Linked DNA regions of Triticum aestivum: region 2 is linked to region 1. Evidence: chromatin contacts called from public Hi-C data. All regions are on one chromosome and are shown on one strand. Each heading gives the region's core, a stretch centred on a gene start, on an enhancer-like site or on the middle of the called end of the contact. The rest is flanking DNA. Distances are from core to core; before and after follow the strand shown.

Region 1 (5,435 bases), core at 1,435-3,934:
ACGCTTTAGTCAAAGTCCTCTCTTAAGAGTTAGAAAACCAGCAGTTTGGTACTTCCACTGTGAGGAATTTGAGAGTTCAAATTTTCGACCGTTGCCTCGTTGGCGATAGCTGGTTGGCAAGCCTGTCCCGTCCAACGTCATAACGGACCTCGAGTTGCAACCCCCGGCTGAGCCAGCCCTCTCCACCGCATTTGAGTCGATCCTAGTGAGGAAAGACATCGTACCTAATATCCAAAGTGATTGAGTGTCACTAAGAATATGTTCGAATGAACCGGAGACTTGTTACTCTTGAAGACACTGATCTTTCAGACGGTTAGGTTAGGCATTAGATCAGAGCATCCAACAGCCATTGTGAATTGCCGAAGAACGAGTACATGAAGGTTCAGAGATATAGATTAAAGATCTACCACAAGTGATTATGCGAGGTCTAAGTGATCTTAGCTCAAGGAGAATATGGTGGTGACTTGGTCTTCTAAGTTAATTCTCAACCTCTCCAACCAGACTTAGAGTTATCACAACAACTCGAATCGGTGCAACAAATCGATTTTCTTCACCGAGTCTCTCGTTTCATATTCTTTATTTTTGTTTATTTTGTGTAACTTGCATTTTCTGAAGAATTAAAACCCTCTCCTCTCTGAAGACTTTTTCTGATGACTTTGATATTCCACTGCACTTAGCTATGCTCCACTTTATTTTCAGTGTCGTTAGTCCGAAGTGTATTTGTCTTTGTGTTATACTAGATCACTTTGTATTGTTACCTACCTTGCATGCTATCTTCTGTTCCAATAACTCTGGCCTGGCCTGGTTCTAAATGCATGATTATTGTAGTTTTTTTTCTTTCAATCTGCATTTCTTCTGTGGGCGATCCAAAAGTGGACACATATGATGCAAGCACGCACGATCTGAAAGTGAACACAACCATACAAATTCGAAACCATGCACACACCAGGCAAGCAACCGGGATGTCAAGAGTCATTCGCAGAGGGAACTTCCGCTGGTACACACTGGTCGTAGATCAAACTGGCAAGAGGAGACAATACTGTCAAAATCTCACATTCAAGACACCGCACGATCCGATGTGCACGTGTATGCTGTTGGTGAATCTAGGCATAGTCACCACCCTAAATAATACAACACAAACCTTTAGTACAACGTCAAGATTGCAATTAGCCGCCACTATCTCCGTCGAACTTGACCCAGCCAACATCATCGACACTATCACGCTGTACTTTTTGTTTTGTAAAGGGAGTGTTTCTATTGGCTTCTTTTGTGTGGTTTTTTTTTATGAAGAAGGCGTTTCTATTGACTTATAAGATAGCAGCCAGGAAAAGCAAACACCAATACATGATCGTAGCTATGATTATGCGAACTAAAAAAAAGCAACGATGATCCATACCGAGAAGTTGTTGAGCCACCGAAAAATAATACAAGCTCGCACAATCCAAACATGGACTCAACCACGTAGACTAAAAACCATGGTTACACTACTGAAACAATCCAATTTCCAAGAGTCATACGCGGAGCCTAGAACATCTGTCGGCATATGAATTATGTTAGTTGCAGATCAAACTGGCGAGAAGAGACAATACCGCCAAAATCTCACATTGAAGGCACCCGATGGTCCCACATCTCCGCCCCGCAAGTGTATGTTGGTGATGAATCTAGACATACCCCTCCCCCCCTAAAAAAAGCATTACAACACGATTCTTCACTTCACCGCCATGGTTGCAATCAGTTGCCACTACTTTGCGTCCCGCTTCACCTGACCATCCGCACCGCTGACCAACATCATCGTAACTCGGCAACACAAAAGAAATCAGCAAAAACGCCACCAGTCATCATTATTGTCTAAAAAGGCCTAACTTCAAAACGATGCCTCCAATGGGGAATACGAGCTGAGCGCCGCTATCATTCGATCCAGGCAAATCCAGGCCTAGGGTTTCCCTCAAAGCATTTTGGGAGCGGAGTCAAGGATTGCATGTCAACGCCTTCAACAAGTGAGCGACGCCCTTGACTTTTGCCAGCACTCCTTGCCCCCCCCCCCCCACCATCGAAACACCAAGACAACTGCTCGTCGCCCAAGGGGTCCGCCACGATCAACGCCCCGCCGTGACATGTGATGTAGGAGGATGGTCGTCGCACTTGAGGCTGGAGGTCGTAGTGGGGATGCTCTATTGTCTGAATTGTTGTGCCGGATGAAGATGTGGACGCCTGGAGCCGACCGCCCTTGCCGCAGCCCAAAGCCACCGCCAGGTGATCTACCGCTCAACGACGAAGACAGAGGTGGAGCCCCGCCGCCATCCTTGGCCTCCGCACGAGCTTCGCCCGACGCTGGCCTCTGATGGCGATGAGGCGGGAGGGGGCAGATGGCTGCGAAGGTGGCGGCGACACGCTGTACATTTCATTGGACGGATATAATTCCCCGTGTTTGAACATTTTGACGTCCAATCATGTATGAAAACCCGCACACATCATGACACGACGCCATCGTCTTCTCGCGAGGCGACCGGCCTGATCGCGCCACCCATCGCTGTAGTGAGACAACTTTAGCTTGCGTGTCGATGGAGGAAGGAAACCAAACCAGACCAAACCAAACCACGCTGTCTTCAGCCGGCGGAGCCCAGGAGGGCGACGAGGTGAACAAGGGAACAAAAAGGAGAGCCATCCGAGACCGATGTAGGGGGCCGGCCGTTCATTTCGCTTTGCTTCTGCAGTTCTGCTTCTGGCCGTGTCCGTGTGTGTGTGTGGATCAGACGGGGACGGACCACGGGTGGGTTCGGCCGCCCCGCACTCCGCCCCCGCGCCCCGCGCTCGTCCGCGCGCTGGCCTGGCACCCCCTACTGGCTGGCTCTACCTCGCTCGCTAGCAGCCGCAGCCGCAGCCGCAGCCACCCCACCCGGCTTCTTCCTCTCCCTCCCTCCCTCTCGTCTGGCCTGCCTGGTTGGTTCCCTCCTCCCTCGCCACGGTCGCCGTCGCGGGATCGCCACCACCGAGCCCCCACTGCCCATCACCCGTAGCTCTCTCCAGCCTACAGCAGATCAGCAGCAGGAGTAGGCCGCAGCGGCAGCGCCTGCCCAGCTCCGCCGCTGCTGCCGCCGCGCGGCCGTCGATCTCCGCCAGCCTTTCGCCCTCCCAATTCCACCCACCCACCAAAAAGAGCCCCTACACGCCGCCGCCCGAGGCTAGCTAGCTCGCTCGCTCGCCCGCGCTTCGTGAGCCGCTCCAGCATCGCAGGAGGCCGGGCCTGTGGCTGCGAGGCGAGCGCCGCTCAATTGGCTTGCCGGGGGACGCCACGCCACGCGGCGGGCCTTTGTCCAGAATATTTCCGGCACAGAAAAAGCTAGTAGAGCTAGCGAGCGAGCCTGGTGCGATTCCTCCCCAATTTTTAATTGGCTTCGGCAGCCGCGCCAGCCAACGGCGAGCCCGCCCGCCCACCCGCCAGCCGGAGGTAGGGGAGGAGCACTGGAGTAAAGAGGCGCTGCCGCTGCGGATTTTATTAATGCGGTTTAGCGAGCGGGCGGGCTAGCTAATTATTTTAGCGCCGCTGTCTCGGCTGGGAACTCGCGAAAGCTCGGCTCTTTTGAGGCCGCCCCTGCCCCCGCTCGCCGCCTCCTCCGCCCAACCCCTCCGCGCCGCGCTCCCGCTCTCTCGCTTGTTTTTCTTCTGGGTACCAGTGCGCGCCTGCTTTCGCTGGGGCCGGGGCCGGCGGTCGTCGCGCATTCCCACAAGCATATGGTGCGCATTGTGCGGGATGGGGAGTAGTAGTAAATTGGGGGAAGCCATGGAGGAGAAGGGGGGCAGGGTGGGGATGGGCAAGTACGCGGCCAGGAGGGGCTGGAGGCGCCTGGCGGCGGTGGCCTGGCTGGTGGCGGCGGTCGCCTGCTCGGCCGCCGTGCACTGGCAGCTGCGCCGGGAGACCATGGAGCGCGCCGAGGAGCGGCTCGTCAGCATGTGCGAGGAGCGGGCCAGGATGCTGCAGGAGCAGTTCGGGGTCACCGTCAACCACGTCCACGCGCTCGCCATCCTCATTTCCACCTTCCACTTCGAGAAGAACCCCTCCGCCCTCGACCAGGTGAGCAAACAACACAAACGAGCTGCCGATTTGTTTCTTCCTCTTCCTCCTCGATTGATGTATCCGTTCATTCGTTCATTCCCATGTCGCCGCGTGCTTCCAATCCCGCGGCAATGGCGGGCTCCAGAAATCCTAAACAAGTATAGTACTAGCAAAACATGGTTGTTGCATCTCTTTAAAAAAAGGATATTTCCTCGTGGTGGCTCGATGCTTACAGAGTTGCAGGCTAGTCGTTTAGCGGCACATTATTGTTTTAGTCGGTTCGTTGTGGGCCTCTTGATCTTTGAATATGTGGCATTCTTGCAGCTGTTGTGTTTTTTTCTATGCTCCAAACCTCCAAGACACAGAGTCAGAGACGTCTCTGAACTACTAGGCCGGTAGAAGAAGAACATTGCTCTGTTTGTTTTTGGAGTGGTTAATGGTTGGGTTTGGCCAATGCTTGACCGACTCCATTTGTTTATGCTCACAATCGTAGCAATGCAGTGCTGGCTGCGGTTGTCCAGTGATGGGTTCTTGATCCTACTTTTTTCTCCTAAAATATTCCCTAAAGGTGTCCTCTTTTGGGAATTCCGAGCCCGCTGCTTTTGTTGATTAAGTGGTAGCTTTAGACTTTTAGGAGTACCTTGGCAAGGCAATATGGTATTTGAAGGCACATTCTGGTTGTTGCAACAAGCAACAATGAGTAATGCCCTAATTTGGTTGGTGGCCCTAGTTGCTATCTTTTTTTTTTTGGATACTGACCTAGTTGGGTGAGTCTCTTGCTATAATAAAAAAATCACATGGATTAGGTGCAGTTTAAACTTGATCTTTTCTTACTTTCTTGGATGCTCTTGGTTATTCAATCTTAAATCTGTCAATTCGCTGCTGGTGTGCTTTACCCTACATTTTGCTGAAACTTTTGCTGCAGGATACTTTTGCAAAGTACACGGCAAGGACATCATTCGAGCGTCCGCTGCTAAATGGGGTGGCTTACGCACAGCGCCTCTTTCCTCATGAGAAGGAAACGTTTGAAAGACAGCATGGATGGATTATGAGGACTATGAATCGAGAGGCTGCACCTCTCCAAGATGAGTACGCCCCGGTGATTTTCTCCCAGGATACGGTCTCCTACCTTGCGCGCATGGACATGATGTCTGGGGAGGTGTGATTTCTTACTGCATGATGGTTTCTTCTGTCCGTTGATTCTTAGTTCATTGAGGGCAGGGGACACGTTGTGTTGCAAGTCTTAAGTTTGGTTCAGTGTAAATAATCCGTTTGTTTCGCATGTAGGAGGACCGAGAAAACATCTTGCGTGCGAGGGAAACTGGCAAACCTGTGTTAACAAACCCATTTCGGCTTCTTGGGTCGAACCACTTGGGGGTAG
Region 2 (5,435 bases), core at 769-3,268, 390 kb before region 1:
TTGCTCATGACAAAAAATCTCAATTCCTCAAAAAAAAAAAAAATCTCAACTTCCCAAAAGAAAGAAAAGTAACACATCACAACAGTCAACACCCAAATATTCCTTGCAATTTTTTTGATAAAAGACACTTTCATTCGGACACACACAAAACATAATGAGTAATATCCGGCCTCAACAGAGCCTTTCCGTTATCTCATGGGTCGGTTTATCCGCAAACCAAAGAACGCGAGGAACAACTGTCGATCTCGATTGAACGCTGCTACACACACCACACTTCACGCACAAAATGTGGACGACACTCCGGATGGCACCGCGCCAAATTACAACAAGCCGTACGATTAGCAATCGTGCAGCAAGATGTCATGCATGGAGTACTTTCGATCTCGACTCAAACAAAGCAGTATGTTGTTCCCTTTTCTTCTGCTGTTTTTGATTGTGAATTCGTAAGGTGGCCAATTTTTGGATTCAGGTGGTTCGAAGCAGCACCTCCCGCCGAATCTACATTGCTCGTTGCCGGTGAATCGTTTGCAGCCCCTTTTTTTCTTTTTTGAAACAAGCCCTGGGGCTTTTGGTGCAACTTGACCCCGGAAACACTGTAGAGGATCGATCGAGACCGCACATCTACAGCCCAGGACACGATGGGACATGACACATGCTTCATCATATCTCAAGGCAACACACTATCACGAGCCGAGATCGATCTATGCAACTCCCCTACGCGCCTAGGCACGTAGCACGTACAGTACCTATCTGACAGCTCGCCTGACCGACGGACGCATGCTTTGATGGTCGACATCGACTACAGGTACAGGCACAGGTACAGTGCCATGCCTCCTGACGAGCGTCGCATGCAGCTGGACGACGTCTACTCCGCTCTACAGGCTTATCACTGTATGATCATACATGCAGACAATTCCCTCCTCTCTTTTTTATGCGTGCTCTGCATCATCCTTTTCTTTTCTTATTCGTTCTCGTTGCGTCGCATGACGGGAGGAGCAGCCTTCGCCCAGAAGCTCGGCCGGTGTGCGGACAGGAGGGCGCAGAAGCGTGATGCGATCGTTTGTTTTCCGTATGTGTCCGGGGTCTAGATAGGTGCCTAGATAGCTGCTGTGGCTAGTCAATGCGGCAGGCACGTCACCTGGTACGCACGCAGCATGCATGTGACTTGTCTATCATCTCATCCGACACAATATAATAATCCGGCGTAGTAGTGCAGCTACGCCGGCCGGACGTGCTGGATACCGCGGCTCTACGTATATTTCCAGGGCCCCGTGGGTACTGGGTACTACTACTACTCTACTACACAGACAGAGGTGACACTGTAATGCCCGCTTCAATGGCTGCAGGAGTTAATTGGCAGTACGTACGTATGTCCTCGTTCTGTTCCTTAATTGCGTGCTTAATGTTAAAGGAGCAACAAAGTTATGTGTTGCAGGAGTCAGGAGTGGCTCGTCTCTTGTGTCTAGACCAGACATGATCGTCTTCTTGCGACGGGAACTGAAACAAGTTGGGCGGTGGGCCCTGGAGCGCATTTTACACAGCCTCAGATTGCAAGGAGCTTGTCGCGGACATACACAAGGGCAGGGGCGGCCGTTACGCGAGCATTGTTAAAGAGATCATCTCCCGAGGTTCACAGTTTTCAGCATGCTCCTTCATCTTCAAAGGACGCGAGACAAACTTTGAGGCGCACAGCCTTGCCAAACACACTTTGGGACTCTTTCCGGGACGCCATCTCTGGCTACTTAATCCCTCGGATTTATCTTGTATTCCTATGTATTTGGATATTGATCAATAAATGAGAGTGTGTTTGGACTCAAAAAAAAAGGTACGACCGATCACAGTTACTCCATCTGTCAACTTGCCATATATCGCGTCCGTACGGGCGGCCTTGTGCAAGATCTCCCTCAGCAAGTACGTAGGCACGCAGAGAAAAGTCGACGCGTCGTCCCTCTGTACCGAGCGTACGCAAGTGTTGCATGCATGCGCACGACACCAGCCCTGTCCGCCCACGTAGGGCCGTGGTTAAGGTCAATGCCAAGTACCCCACCCGCCGTCCTGGTACGCGCACCCCCGCGCAGCGTTTGCGTTGGCGCGGCGATGCCTCCGTCGATCCATCATCATGGCATGCACGCACTGCCCCACATAAATATGCTGATCGGCTGAAGCAAGAGAAAGGCAATGAAAAATAAAATGAACCACCGTACTGGTGGCATCACATGAAAGCCTTCCCGGCCTGCCTGACCGCAGATGTCAGCACGCGGCGCAGTGGCGCAGCGCTGCCGCCGCTGGCTGGCCTGACTGGCTGCCCTTGCCGCTGCCGCTGGCTGCCATGCGAGCCCGGGTAGCCAGATCAGGAAGGAGCTTTTGCGCCGGTGGGGAAAAGCCGGCAGCAGCCCGTCGTCTCCTGGTCGCAAGCGAGCACCACCCACGCATTGGCATGGCATGGCATGCACTGACGCGCAGGCCGGGGAGGGGCTCTCAATCATGGCGATGGGTGGGGCTTTATCGGCCCGCGCCGGGATAAAGAAATCGGGGGCGGCGGATGGGGGGAAACGAAATCAATTGGGAGGGGAGAGGAAGGCTTGCTAAAGAAGGCTTAAAGAAATGGGGTTGGTGTGTCTGAAGTCTGAACGAACGAGCGAATGCGTTGTGTTGCTTTGCTGATGGGAAATTTAAAACTGGGTGGGCAGTGTCGTGTCAGTGCTCGGAGACGCAACTCTGTCAGGGTTGAGAAGCTGGCGCCATCATTTTGACCTCTGGACTACTCCCTCCCTCCGTTCCAAAATATAAGTCTTTGTAGAGATTTCATTATGAAGTACATACGGATGTATATAGATGCATTCTAAGTGTAGATTTATTCATTTTGCTTCGTATGTAATCCATCTAGTGAAATCCCTACAAAGACTTATATTTAGTAACGGAGGGAGTATTTTTTAGTGCTGCTACACTATGCTACTACTGGTATGGGTTCGGTTTGTTCTACATTCACCAGCTTGACTTGTGTGTTTCTTTTTAGAACGAAGACTTAAGAAGAGCCCGGCTTTGAATTAACAAAGCCATCAACCGGGCAGGATTACAGAGATAAGAACCACGAACCACATAAAGAAAAGGAAAAAACATGGCAAAGATACAAAGGCGCTGGGAGACAGCTCACATAGCACACAACCAGCTATATACCAGATCAACATGAAGCTAATAGCTAGGAGATGCTAGGGACCTCTTGCACACACGCAACCAAGGGGAAGGCAACTGCCAGCTTAGGGCAAGGAACCGACGACGATGAGAGGCATGCCATTGCCCGAACACCAGGGGCTTGTGGAGAGCACAGTCAGACAGTGCCATCGTCAAAGAAGGCCCCTGCCTCCTTGCCTGGCTCGAAAGGCGCCGCACCGTTGAGCGATGGGCTAGTTCACCCTAGAACCTATCTGAATGGCACCCAAGGAAGCCACAGGAGCGGAACCAGGCGTTCCTCACATGTCGACGGCGACTCACCTAGAGCCAAGCAGCCCCAAAACCGAAGATCGGGCGAGAAAGAGGGTGAGCTGCCAGGATGAAGGGCAACAGCAAGGGCCAAGACCAAAACTCAGAAGCTCGGCACTCTCGGCGAGCTGGAGAGGGAAAACCACCGGAGGAGGGGAACCCTATCCCCTCCCTTCCTGGAGATCCACGGCACCGGAGGCCCTCAAAGCCGCACGAAGAGCACCACCATAACAGAACCCCGCACCAGGGAAGGCATGGCTGCCGCTGGAGACTTGCTGTCGCCGCCGCCGCACCCCAAACCGCACCACCCCGAAGCCCGCCGCCCCACTTGTTCCCAAAAACGGCGTCTTCAAGAAGATTACGGCGCCTAGGGCGTCGCCGTCGTCCAACAAAGTTTGGGTTTTCACCCGGGAAGCAAGGGGGCATGGGATGGGGAGGACAGGACCTGACCGATGCCTCCAAGGAGGTGAGCGGCGCCCACGGGCGTCGCCGCCGTCGCGCCAGCAAGGCTGGCTAGGGGTTTCCCCCGGTCCTGGAACCCCTCCATCCGCTCCCACCCACCGAAACCAGCCCCCCATGTCGTAGCAGACCGGATCTGGAGGGGAGAGGAGCACGCCGCTGGAGAGTTGGTGTGGAGGCGGCCAGATCTGACACTGCGGAAGCCGGAGCCGACGCCGGGCCCAGATCCGCATCCTCCGGAGGTCTCACCGTCCTCACGGTCAAGACAGCCGGCCCACGCCCGCGCCACCAGGAGCCAAAGGGCTGGAGGCGCCACACCAGACGGGCCGCCGCCCCAGATCCCGCAGCCCCCCGCGCGCGAGGCGAGGCAGCGAGGACCCCGCCGCCACCATCATCAGCAGCACACCAAGATGGCCCGACGGCTGCCTCCGGTGGCGGCGAGGGGAGATCAAGGAGGAGGAAGGTGCGGCGGCGGGATTCGGTTTCGCCCCTCGAGTCGCCCGAGCGGGCGACGCGAGGGAGGGGAGGGGCACCAGGACTTGTGTGTTTCTTTTGCACAAATACTACACCTAGCAGCAACATGTAAAAGAACATTGATTAAATGAGTGTGCATTTTGTGGTGTTGTGGTACAGTGGCAGTAATCTTGAGTCCGAGTCTGGAGTCTGGACCCACAACACTCATCGTTAGTACTACAGACCGCAGCGTTAGTAATGCTAGCATCAATCAAGTTGGTGCTAGGCTGCTACAGTAGTACTCCTATACTTCGCCGCAGTAGTTATTAAAGGATTATAGAGCAGCTAGCGCGTGCAGTTGACTCGCAAGGTTTTCAACCTTCCATCACCAAGGAGGCAGTGTACCTGGCCAGTAGCTGAGCTGTGCCAGTGTGCTAGTACTACGTCACAGCGATCGTGGTTAGTGGGAGGAGTACAATTTATTGCCATCGTTCGTACTCGCTCCGACGTCGTGCCCCGGCTCCGCGTGGTTTTATAGTCTTTTAAATCTCGCATGGGTGGACCGACACCCTTTCTCATTCTCCTTTCACCTCAATTGAGTCGAAATTGGAAATTTTTGTTGCTCCGCCAATCTTGTAAAATCCCCTTCGTCATAGGGGTATGGCTAGTTGATCTTCTAAACAAATCTAGCCAATTTCCTTTCGGGAGATGAATAATTTGACGACCAAGCCACATGTTCAGATCGGGAAGTGGATGGAGCACTCTCCCGGCGACGGCGGAGCGGACGCGCGGCGACCTTCGCCGCACACGCAGGCGTGGTGGTCGAGCGCCACCGCGGGCGACACCGGCGGAGAGGCCCTCGTCTCCCCGGCCACGGAGGTCCCTGCGTGAGATTCGCTGCCGATCGACGCCGATGAGGGATCGACTACGCGGGGACCGCGGAGGGGATTTCCTGTGGCGGGGAGGTTTTGGGAGGGACAGAGTGAGGAATCGGATGAGGAAGAGAGGGAATTGAGGAAGGGTGAGGTGGCGATTCTGGAGAA

Evidence for each region. Hi-C and Micro-C count contacts between places; a contact is called where the count stands out from the background.
Region 2: a contact with region 1 is called in a Hi-C map of leaf, with 7 times the contacts expected there. The contact joins the enhancer-like site here to the promoter of LOC123138293 in region 1. A contact is called at or near these places in 3 of 5 Hi-C or Micro-C datasets (leaf and an unstated tissue) and 1 of 1 datasets of contacts at active chromatin or transcription factors (leaf).

What each region holds. Positions count from the first base shown.
Region 1 is chr6B:611,769,688-611,775,122 of IWGSC CS RefSeq v2.1, reverse strand. It overlaps LOC123138293 (probable histidine kinase 6), which reads left to right and starts at 2,684. Exons shown (of 11, transcript XM_044558242.1): 1 at 2,684-4,072; 2 at 4,980-5,213; 3 at 5,342-5,435. The coding sequence starts at 3,752.
Region 2 is chr6B:612,162,529-612,167,963 of IWGSC CS RefSeq v2.1, reverse strand. No RefSeq gene overlaps it. Among protein-coding and RNA genes, the nearest start is that of LOC123134553, 13 kb to the left of the region's middle. Within about 2 kb of position 2,018, at least 3 of the 8 cell types and tissues checked have an H3K27ac peak or open chromatin away from gene starts, as enhancers often do.